Linked DNA regions of Triticum aestivum: region 2 is linked to region 1. Evidence: chromatin contacts called from public Hi-C data. All regions are on one chromosome and are shown on one strand. Each heading gives the region's core, a stretch centred on a gene start, on an enhancer-like site or on the middle of the called end of the contact. The rest is flanking DNA. Distances are from core to core; before and after follow the strand shown. Region 1 holds the start of LOC123053912. Region 2 holds the start of LOC123053929 (probable ADP-ribosylation factor GTPase-activating protein AGD11).

Region 1 (5,777 bases), core at 59-2,558:
TAAAAAACGATGCAGGTAACCAAATGCATCCTTGGTCTCGAACTTTAACAGTATGTCAAGTGCACCTAGCTCGGGACACGACCAAACTAAGTTTTAATGCCTTGGCCAGTTGGCCTACAGCGTGGACTTGGGCTCCATGCTGACATTGGCATGTCTATTTACAGAAATCATTATTATAGAAAATATTCACAAATCAAGTTGAATTTAATAGAGATGACATAACCATTATGAAAATATTTCAAAATCTCGTCCATAACATATGACAGAATGAGAATTATCAAACATGATATGACATGTGGATGGTCTTTTAGTGTCATGATCGGGATAGTGAGGCGACGACGTCATAAAGTTAATAATGTCCTCCCCACCCTATCCCCGCTCTGATGATGCACCGAGTGTCGACAAAGGTCGCGTGGAGTTGTGTTTCCAACGGATCTGTTTCGATCTGGTCGGCCTTGGTCTCCAACGGAATCATCTAGGCTTAGTCGATCATCTTAGTCGTTGGTGTGTTTGCGTGTATAGTCTTTTTGATTTAGATTCTTCTTCATCGGTGACAAACCGTTGTTCCGATATGTTGGGCTTTGTGGTTTTTGCATGACAATCTCTCGACTGTTAATTATAATATGGTTTGTTTTTTTCGATGCGGGCAACGCGCCTTCGACTCTTTCAAGTGTTTTTTTTAGTAAAAGGCGAAAGAATAGTTCGCTTTGTGCTCACCACGCAGCTGCGTGACTCTTTCAAGTGTTTGTAGTTGTGAAGATGGTTATTATTATGATATTATCAATACATTCTTTCAAGGGTTTGTAGTCGTGCAGATGGTTATTATTATCAATACATTGGAGGATGTTTTTCTTAAAGTGTTTAACCTTTTTCAGAGACAAATTCTGCAAATCAACTGCAGACTCCACCGCGCCGTCGGCTCACTCGCCGCGCCACGCGGCAAAAAACATAAATTTGACCTCAGGACGAAACTATTTCACAAACTAAACTATGTTTGAAAGTATTTTACCCAGCTGACCTCTAATGTGCAGCGCCCAACAGCAAGGCGCTACACTCTTACTATGCAGCGCCTAACACACAGGCGCCACACTGTGCTGTAAGGAGTTGCACTACACTGTGTAGCGCCTAACTGTAAGGAGTTGCACAGTAAAGTGCAGCGCCTTACTGTTGGGAGCTGCATAAAAGAGTCAGCAGTGTAAAATATTTTCAAAAACAGTTTAGTTTGTAAATATTTTTGCTTTGAGGTTAAATTTGTCAATTCTGCCGCGCCACGCAGGACAACGGATAAGTAACAGACGCTTGCTTGGCTTGTCGGCTTCCGGCACCAAGCACCTCTGATCCGCCGGGGCCGCAAAGCAATGGCCGCCGCAGCGGCAGCAGCAGGCGCGGCATCCTCCCTTGTCCCCTCCACTTCCCAGCGCCGCCTCCCCTTCCGTCCCACCCCGACCCGCCAACCCCTCCTAGCCGCCAACAAGACCCTGACGCTCTCCCCGAAGCCACCCCGCCTCCTGCACCCCCTCGCCGCGTCCCCCTCCTCTCCGCCTCCGCCTGAGGATGCTGAGCCAACCGACCCCGTCAAGCTCGCCTTCGCCCGCGCCGCCGCCTACAAGAAGGAGAGGGCTGATCCCAAGCCACCGCCACCGCCACCGTCGCCTCCCCCTCCGCCGCAGCCTTCCGCGAAGGAGTCCAGCGGCAGCAAGGAGGCCTTCGAGCGGGCGCTGGAGTACAGGAACGGCAACGGGGGAGGACTGGACGGCGGCTCCTCGCTTCTCAATCCGTCGCCGACTTTCGGTGAGTAGAGCCGCCAAGGCTCTCGCTAACTTGGTTGGTTCGCGTCGTCTCAGGACGCGCTCTGCAGGGTGCAGAAGTCGTTTGCAATCAGGACATAGTAGAAACTGTTGAAATCAAAAGGAAATGGGTGCGTGTTTTGAATAGAAGCGTGTTAGCCGCTAAATCGAGGTGTCAAAGCCTCATTCTGTTCTTATGATCGCTCGTTATGTGTTGCTTATGAAAATGTGGTCGGAGCTGAGGATTAAGGGTGTTTTAAAGCATGATTATTAAAATGTTGGTTGGAGTGGAGGCCTTTGCCATTGTGGTGAGGTACTTGCAAAGTTTCTCTATCTTTCTGTAATGATTCCAGTTCTGTTTGTGCCAGAGAGTTAAAAGTATATTGGCATATCATCTGAATTCTGGAACAGCAAACCACGATGCCGTTTAATTTGTTTCGGTACTGGCCAAAAAAGAAAAGAAAAATCCAGTACTGATCGCTTCAATATCAGATCCCCCACATTAACAGTTAACTGCTCTTTAAATTCGCACAAATAATTGATTCTTTTATTTTATTTTTCCTATTTCAATAGCTACCATGGTTTGTTCTATTTGCAGGCCAAAGCACGTTTACTAGTAAAGAGGGTGCATTTGGCAAAGTGGCAAAGAAAAAGGGAGGGTATGCGTACGATGAGACCGACTTTTTGGGCCTCGGTTTCTTTGAGAAAAAACGTTATCAAGGTCCACCACCAGGGCTGTCTCAAGGAATTGATCCTTTTTCAAATGAAGATTTTCCTGAGGTGGAGATAGTAGTTGGCGACCCTAGTAAATTTGGGAAGTCTCGTCGTTCAACTGAAAATCAACCTGTAGATGCTAGCGAGTCTGAGGAAACTTCGCGTTCAAAAGACGGCAAACAAAATGAAGATAGCAAGCTTGAGGAAACACCGCTTTCAACTGTTACTGAACCTGAAGATGATGAAAACTCAGAGTCCTACAAACCCAGGGTTACAACGTGGGGAATGTTTCCACGGCCACAAAATATTTCAAAGGCGGTAAGATCAAACAATTTCCTATCCCACTAGTTTTAAAGGATGCTGCAATTATTATTATCTTTGAACCGGGTTATCCCCCTTTCAGCTGTTACACTGAGCAGTGATTAGAGTGGAATGATAGAATACGATGAAATGCATAATATCTATGTGCCAATTACTCTGAATATTCTTGTAACTTTGCTCGGAGAAAGTGAGAACCATTTGTTATGACTTGACTTCGGTGTCTGAACCTAAGGATTTTCTGGAGGCACATCTATCTCTTTGAACAAAAACTTGTTGAAGTCATGGTAAATTGGTAATGTTACTGTAAACAATTTCTGGTCAGCATATTTAGTGTTAATCCATTGGAAGTATTCACTATGACGAAATGGGAAATTATTCAGTGTAATATTGTTTTTACAGGATAACCATTCATCACAAAATATAATTTGAACAGTCATATTGGTGCACAATGTTTGATTCTAGTTCTGGACATTTCATATGCCTTGTTAAGGACAACATGACATCATCCACTATGGCTCTAGGCCACTGTCCAAGAACCACATATAAGGAGTAGGAATTATGCAATGCACATCACATATATTTGGGCTGGTTTAGACTTTTAACAATTTTTTAGGTATTTCCATGTCTGAAATACAAGATAAAAACACTTCTAAAATTTTCTTGCTATCTACACTGCTTCCTTCTTGTTTGATTGATATACTAGGAAAAACATCTGAAATACAGTTGAAACTTATTCTGTAGTGATTGTGCTCTTTTGCACATTTCCTTGGCTTGTTCTATACATGTTTCAAAATAGTTTCCTTTGTAAAACCATTAGCAATTTATTTGATATAATTCAATTAGGAATATAGGCTCGTAGTAGTGCTACCTTTTCCCAGTTTTGATATTTCCTTACTTCCTCATTAGTATGGTGGTGGAAGAAATATAAGCCTTGGTGGAGAGACCCTAAGTGCTGAAGAGAAAGCAGCTAAAGATAAACGTACCAGAGAACTACTAGCTGCATATATTGGTGGAAAAAACAAGACACTCGATGCAAAAACAATGGCAGAGTGCACCAAGGTACATGACTGAAACATCATTCCATGTAAATTAACCGGCAGTGGTTTGTTTATTAAGTACCCGTGAACACTATATGTGTGGGTTTTCCTGTGTCAATCGAGGAGCCTTTAAATTTTTTGATCGGCACTTTGTATCTGTATACTTGCAGGATATCCTGTATCTATTTGTGGTTGAATAGAGAACCTATACATATTTATTTTTTCATGAATTAACTTCTGATCAACAAACCAAGTATTTTCTTGCTAGCAACCTTTTTGTAGATAATAGAAGCTTCTTACTCCGGGCTCTGCACCAATAAAATTCACACAACCATTTTTTGGATAGCGAACGTGGTGGCAGCGATGTATAGTAGGAAAAATATTAGATGTTGTTTGGTAATATTAGAATCCGTCTAGTGATAAATCAGAATAATAGGTAATAAGGAAGTTCAGGTGGAGGTTATTAAATAATCGGTGCAAAATAATTTTTTGTAGAGCATGGATAACTGCTAGTTTCTCATTGGAAAATTGTTGATGATTTGGCAAGCTAATCAGTGTAGTATATGCATTAGTTAATTTTCTTCTGCTCTGAGATAAACCATATGGATATTGTTTGTTAATGAATATGTTTTGCTTTTCTAAGATCATATCCAGGTTTTGAAGTCAATTGCCACATTCTCCTTTTGAACCCCGTGTTAATCCATATGGATATACCTATTACTACTTCTTTAATGTCATGGGCTTTTGATGTTTTCATACTTTGGTTTACGATAATGATTTTTATATTTTGCATGTTTAAGGCATTGAAGGAAGGTGACGAACTTATGAATGCTGGAAGGCTGAAACAAGCTTTGCCTTATTATGAAAAAGTGATGCAGGCTGCGGACTTTAAGGTAAATGTTATCATTAAATAAATGTTGGCTTGTGGTAATTAAGTGGACCTCTCTTCTGCACTCTTTTTAATTGTGAGAAAGCCAATATTGTTGCTGTTTTAGTTCCGAATCACAGTAATAGCACATCATAGCCCTTCCATTTTATGCTCGAGTACGTTAGACAATAAAATTGCACCCTTGTGACAAAGCTTGCTGCACCTAGCATGGACAACTTGCAGAAAGTCCTGTCCTCTACAGCAAATTGCCCCTTCATGCTAGGCAGATCCATCCGACTTCTATCTGTGCGCTGGGTCTATCTCCAATTTAATTTACATCTACGCAGATCCACGCTCTTATATTTCTTTACAGAGGGAGTACATATATAGTCCTTATTTTTGCACTAGAACTACTATGGATATTAGTTTTGACTATTTTGTTAGGACATAGCATCTGAAGGAATGCAAGTGCAGTTGCTGTAGATACTTAAAAGTAAGCAGCATCATGTCGTTGTATGCTCTGCTTCAGTTCAGATACGAAACCTCTGTATTTTGTCACACAGATGCTCCTTGTAATATGCCTGTATTCCTGCTTCATTGTGGTGTCCTTGTCGTATCTTTTACTCAAAGTAAGTTACATGCAGACCGAACTTCATGGATTGGCTGCGCTCCAGTGGTCCATCTGTCTGGATTCACTCTGCAGGTACCCTTTGCTCCCTTTGTCCTTTCCTGCATGGCCGTTCAATTCATCAATCATGCATGTTTTTCCTGTTAAGGTGCAAACGCGATGCAATATTCCAATCCCCTGAACAAACCTACTATATATTTGGCTCTCCTGTTTTGGACCTGGTGTTTTCTATGGTTTACTACGATTACTGTGTGTGTGAATCCATGTTCTGGTGTGCAGATTTTTCGCATGCATGCAATGAATTTTTGAGTTAAGCTGCACATGAACATAAACATGCACCAATACTGTCAGTCTGTTACAATCTCCATATTTCTGTTCTTTTGAAACTTATCTGTGTGGTTCTCTCATTTCCGGATGTATTT
Region 2 (5,777 bases), core at 1,742-4,241, 230 kb after region 1:
CTCCGTAGTTTCTCCGCCGGAGTCGGAGCTGCGTTGTCTTGCGGTGGACGGATGGCGTTCCGTCTTGTAAGTGTAGTGTTGTTCTGCAGCTAATAGGGCTGCCTTTTCCTTTTTCCTTTGATCTTCGGATCCTCCTCATGTTGTTTCTTCCGCTGCTTTCTGCTAAATCTAATTGAAGCCAGCAATTTGCTGGATCTTTAAAAAAAAACAATACATGGTAAAAAGACTGCAAACGGAGTCGTCCATTAATTAAGAAGAGAATAGAGTTTATTTTAGAAGTGACCAGATTACACAAAAGTTGTTACTCTTCGGGTATTATTTTTCCCAAATTTTGGCTCATGTGGTAACCCAAAGCTTAGCTTCACATTTGATGTTATTGTGCAGGATTGGCAATGGAGTGCTCTTGTGCCTAACCCAAAGATTAGCCTTGCATTTGATGTTATTGAGCAAGATTGGCACTGGAGTGCTGTTGTGCTGGAAGACTTGCATGCTCCTTTCACTCGAAATAGTACAACTAGGGCCTGTTTGTTTTGGCTTTTGCAGCTTTTCCACTATGAATCCAAAAGCCAAAGCCAAAAGCCCCTATTTAGGAGTTTTTTTTTGGATTTTAGGCCAAAGTGAAAAATCTACGAAAGCTGAAGTATAAGCCCAAACAAAACAGGGCCATAATGAGCATTGTGAGAGAAGTTATAACTTTTCTATTGCGGATGTTTTTGCCGGATAAATTGATCCACCACTCCTTGATGTAGCGCTCTAAGTGTTGAGGGCGTGTCAGTGCTCCCAAGGTGGAGCCACTCATTTGCCAAGTTTCATAAGGGAAGGGTGAAGCGACACTTGAAGAAGAGGTGCATCCTAGATTCTTGCTCCCTCTTGCATAGGGAATAAGGAGCACAATTTGACCACCCCACTTGGCTAATTTATCAGTAGTCAAATTCCTATCTTGGATGGCCAACCAAGCGAAGAGCTTGACCTTGAACGTAGACCAAGCCTTCCAAACCGTGTGCTCCATAGGAGAGTAGAAAGTTCCTATGAATTATGCGAAATAAGTGGAAGTCACCATGTAGTGGTAATTATCCGTGTGCTTACAAACTATGTCGTCCTCGGCATCCTCATCAAGGTGGAAGTCGCATGGGAGCGCCCAAAGAGCAATGAATTGGCAAATATGAGCCATGGAGAAGACCGCATAAATCTTGATTTTGAAGACCCAAGCAACTGCATTTAGGGCCTCCCTCACTTTCCAACTTTTCCTTGTGGGTGCCCCATCGATGAGAGGTGGGATCTCCTTGGGCTTCCGGTCATGCACCAAAGGTGCATCCCAAAATGGAGTCTTCGCACCAATACCGACGGTGATGATGTTGGAGGCATAGAAGAGATCAGGGTCCTTTTCGTCACAAGGATTTCTCATTCCAACCCATAACTTGGTTGGTTCCATCCATTCAAACCATGGCTATCTTAACCTTAGAGCGCACACAAATTTCTCGGTGTTGAGCACGCGAAGGCCCCCTCGTTCAAATGGCCAACATACCAAGTCCCAATTGACTTTGCACTTTGCTCTGGTAGTCTTGTTTGAACCGGACCAAAGAAAGACATGCTCAAGCTTGTTGGTGTTGTGGAGATTGCTCAATGGAATGATGTATTACAGTAAATCTCTTGGGAGGAGAGCACGGACTTAACAAGCATGGTACGCCCAATGATGGTGATGTCTTGCCCTCCGAAGGAGTAAAGCTTGGTCGCAACCTTGTATTCAAGGAATTTTAATCCACTTTCTTTAGTTGCCAAACGGATAGAGGAAGACCCAAGTATCTCATTAGGGAGGAAGTTCTTGTGTCCAGCAAGAGGTAGCCGCAGCCAATTGAAACGACGAAGCTCTTGTGGAAGTTGGTATAAAGGCCTGTGACATTACTGAACCATTTCAAGATGACAGAATGATTATCAATGTCTCTCTTGATGGGTGTCATGAACACCGCCACATCATCTGCGTATAGAGAGGTTCTCACTAAGGTGGCACAACCTCTAATCTTGTGGAGAAGGCCCCTTCTTATAACCAATTCAAGAAGTTGTCGGAGGGGTTCAATTGCAATGATGAAGAGGAGGGGTGAGAGCAATACGTGTACGCGCCAAGTAGGGCGGTGATCTAAACTTGCTTGGAAAACCCTTTTTTGAAGCACTTCACCGAAATGTTTGTGAATGTCAAGCTTGGAAAGAAGGGATGAACTCTTTGCTTTTGCTTTCGGGAACCCGGCGCACGAGATTCCTCACGCTATGATCATCTTAGAGCAGTCCAAATCTCAAAGTGTCTTGGCGTAGCATGAGCACAACAAAGTACTCCCTCCATTCCTAAATGTAAGCTTTTTTTAGAGATTTCACTACAAACTATATACGGATGTTATAGACATATTTTAGAATGTAGATTCGCTCATTTTGCTCCGTATGTAGTCCATAATGAAATCTCTAAAAAGACTTAGAGGGTGCTTGGATCCAAGGAACTTATTTTAGTTTGACTAAAAATAGTCTCTTTAAGAAGCTAAAGTTCCAAGCACCCCTGACTAAAAAGGGGCTAAAACTAGCCTTGAGACTAAAATATTTTAGTCAGGGGTACCCCTACTAAAATATGGATTAGTCCTCTCTCTCCTCATTTAACTCCTCTCCTTTAACACATGCGAGTTGTGGATTGGAGGGTTTGAAGGATAATAAATACCCATTAACTTGATTTTAGTCTCTTTAGTATTTAGATCCAAGCATGGGTGAGGCTAGCAAGTTTTAGTCCCACTACTTTTAGTCATGAGATTAAAACGTATGCAAGCACCCTATTAGAAACGAAGGGAGTAAATCAAACTGAATGATCATCGTCATGCCGGCGGTGCATGCATGCTGCCAGAGTTTTTTTTTTTTTGAGAGATTTCACATGCTGCCAGAGTTAGTAGACGAAGATGGATGGATTCAGACATATATTGGGCACGTGCGTCAGCATATAATTCGGGCGTCCACATCGTCTTCACCGCCTATTCTATTCTTGGTCAACCGCGCTTCCACCCCCCACAGAAACAGAAACAGAAACGACGACGATCGAGGAACGGCGCCAAGACCAAACGACAGGAGCTCCGACGTCGCCATGGCCCGTCTCTTCCTCCGACCGATCTGATCCTCGCCGGGCTCCGAATCCACAATTTCATCATCGGCGGAATGTGGTGATGGGCCGCCGCCACGCCCACGTCCTTGTCTGCGTCGCCACGAGGATCTGAATAGGAGGAGGGAATGGACGAGGAGAACAGTCTCCTGCATTTTCTTGATGATACACCCAGTTCTCATTACAGGAGGTGAGCAGCACACATTACAATCTCCTGCAATTCCCCCCTCTGATTTTATTTTTCAATTTTTTACAATCCCCCATAAATCATGTCTACATGTGGATTCGATGTGAATTTGTGATTTGATGCTCCTTTTCTGCCTTCCAAGGACATGCGGTGGATATTCATCCCAAAACGACGGCGATGATCACTCCGATACATCAGGTTTCTTTCTTTCTTTTTCCCTGGCGTCGTGATTCTGCCCCTGCAAATTTCAATTTGAATCCATGATTTATCTTAAATACAACGTGGATGGTTCGGATAGATGGGGCGTATGCATGATTTATTTTAGGCTTTGGTTCAACGTTCGTTGAGCCTTTGCGGTCTGCGCTCTGCACAACTAATTTCCTATCCCTTCATCTGTCTGCAGTACATTTGTTGACCCCCTTCCTTCATTTCCATCCTCGTTGATCTCATTTCTTGCTCGTATTGCTAGTGACACGTCCGAATATATGATGAAATTTGCTTTGTCTGTATTATGATGTGGCCTGCCAATGATCACTTCCAATGCTTAACAGACGCAGATCCATCCAATGCAAGGGACAGATTGGAAACTCTACTTAACCAACCTGCCAACAAGTTCTGTGCAGATTGTGGCACGCCAGATCCAAAATGGGCGTAAGTGTCTGCTAATTTTCAGATGCGCGACATTCTTACCTACTAATTCCTACTGTATCTGCTACGTCTGATGCTGTTTTCGTTAGGATTGTGTTGTTTCGTGGTGGAAATACACTATACATATGCCAATTTTGGCTGCTACAATTTATGTCGAAATGCTTAACGCTCGATCGTCATCATATTCAGGCCATGCAAATATTTTCTCACTACCGTTAACTGGTGTGGGCATTTGCAGGGCTTTGCCTTTCGGTGCGTTCATTTGCATCAAGTGCTCTGGAACTCACAGAAGTCTTGGAGTACACATATCAAAGGTAAGCAATGGGGTCTATGTAGTTCTTGTTGTTGTGTCGTATTCTCGTCTCCAATTTTACTTTAGCTGGACTTGTTCCACATTTTGCGATCCATAAGACCAATACTTTATACTTGTACCCTGAAGTTGCTCAATATTTTGATTAGAAAAAGCATGAGCATAACTTTATTATTATTTATTTTTTGAATTAGCTGATCCGTACTTTTCGCAACGGCCTCCTGTATTTGTTTTGAAATCCCTACGGAGTTAATATGGTGAATATTTTCTTGACAGATCTTCTACTGAACTAATCAACTATTTTTGGTTGAGTGTGCACAGGTGATTTCAGTGAATCTAGACGAATGGACAGATGAGGAAGTCAATTGTTTAGCTAATTCAGGTGGAAATGCTACTGTGAACACCAAATATGAAGCGTTTTTACCCGAAAACTACAAAAAGCCAAGACAAGATTTTGCGACAGAGGACCGTGCTGTTTTCATTAGGTAACATCTACCATCGCTACTTTTCTCTGACTCTGTCTGACGGAACCATTTTGTCTCTTTTTGTCTATATATATGCAGGAAAAAATACGAGCTTCAACAGTTTGTGACTAATCCACAATTTGCATGCCCTTTGCACAAACATGGAGCAGAAAAACGTCATAACCAGCAACATAGTGGCAGCAAACATGGTACTTTCAGAAATAGCTGGAGGAAAAAGGAATCCGAAAACAAAGGAGGAAAAAAAATGGTGCGACAAACTGTCATAGCCATTGCTAGTCTTACACTACTTCTACTGTAACTGTACATATTATTTTTCAGATGGATGTGGGCATGGTAGAGTTCGTTGGATTAATTAAGGTCGACATCATAAGGGGCACAGATTTAGCTGTTCGTGATGTGATGTCAAGTGATCCATATGTCATGATTATGCTAGGACACCAAGTAAGCAAATTTCATTCATTGTTTGTTATGGCAGATTAGTCGTGCAATTTTTTCTTCTTATAATTCACTTAACAATTTCTCCGTTTTAGTCCATGAAAACAAAGGTGATAAAGAACACACTGAACCCTATATGGAATGAAAGATTGATGCTATCAATCCCTGAACCGGTGCCGCCTCTTAAAGTGGTATGTGTTATTTCCTGTGGACATGAAGTTTATTAGCAGCTAGATTTTATTTATTTTATTTTACCTTGTTCATCTCAATGGAAAGTTGTGGTTATCATCTTTACCGAATGTCCTAGAATAGCTTTTGTGTGCGCAATGGAGTTTTATCCTTGATGTGTATGTCTAAGGTATTGAAGATTAAGTGTCTAAATTGTTCTTGGGTATTGAAATACCTGCCAATTTTAACTAATAAAACATACTCCCTCCGTTCGGAATTTTTTGACGCTCAAACGGATGTATCGAGCGTCAACTAATTCCGGACGGAGGAAGTAGTAGCCAGTGATTAAATTTATACTTGTTGAGGTTTACATATGCGTAGTCAGTTCTCATCATTATCTGCTATTCTTATTTTGTG

What was found. A called contact is a pair of places that touch in the nucleus more often than the background predicts.
Region 2: a contact with region 1 is called in a Hi-C map of leaf, with 4 times the contacts expected there. The contact joins the promoter of LOC123053929 here to the promoter of LOC123053912 in region 1. A contact is called at or near these places in 4 of 5 Hi-C or Micro-C datasets (leaf and an unstated tissue) and 1 of 1 datasets of contacts at active chromatin or transcription factors (leaf).

Annotation. Positions count from the first base shown.
Region 1 is chr1A:428,149,070-428,154,846 of IWGSC CS RefSeq v2.1, forward strand. It overlaps LOC123053912, which reads left to right and starts at 1,309. Exons shown (of 7, transcript XM_044477534.1): 1 at 1,309-1,791; 2 at 2,386-2,819; 3 at 3,729-3,881; 4 at 4,660-4,752; 5 at 5,372-5,430. The coding sequence starts at 1,359.
Region 2 is chr1A:428,375,990-428,381,766 of IWGSC CS RefSeq v2.1, forward strand. LOC123053929 (probable ADP-ribosylation factor GTPase-activating protein AGD11) reads left to right here and starts at 2,992. Exons shown (of 9, transcript XM_044477558.1): 1 at 2,992-3,317; 2 at 3,457-3,512; 3 at 3,866-3,965; 4 at 4,201-4,276; 5 at 4,594-4,757; 6 at 4,836-5,004; 7 at 5,076-5,198; 8 at 5,288-5,383. The coding sequence starts at 3,256.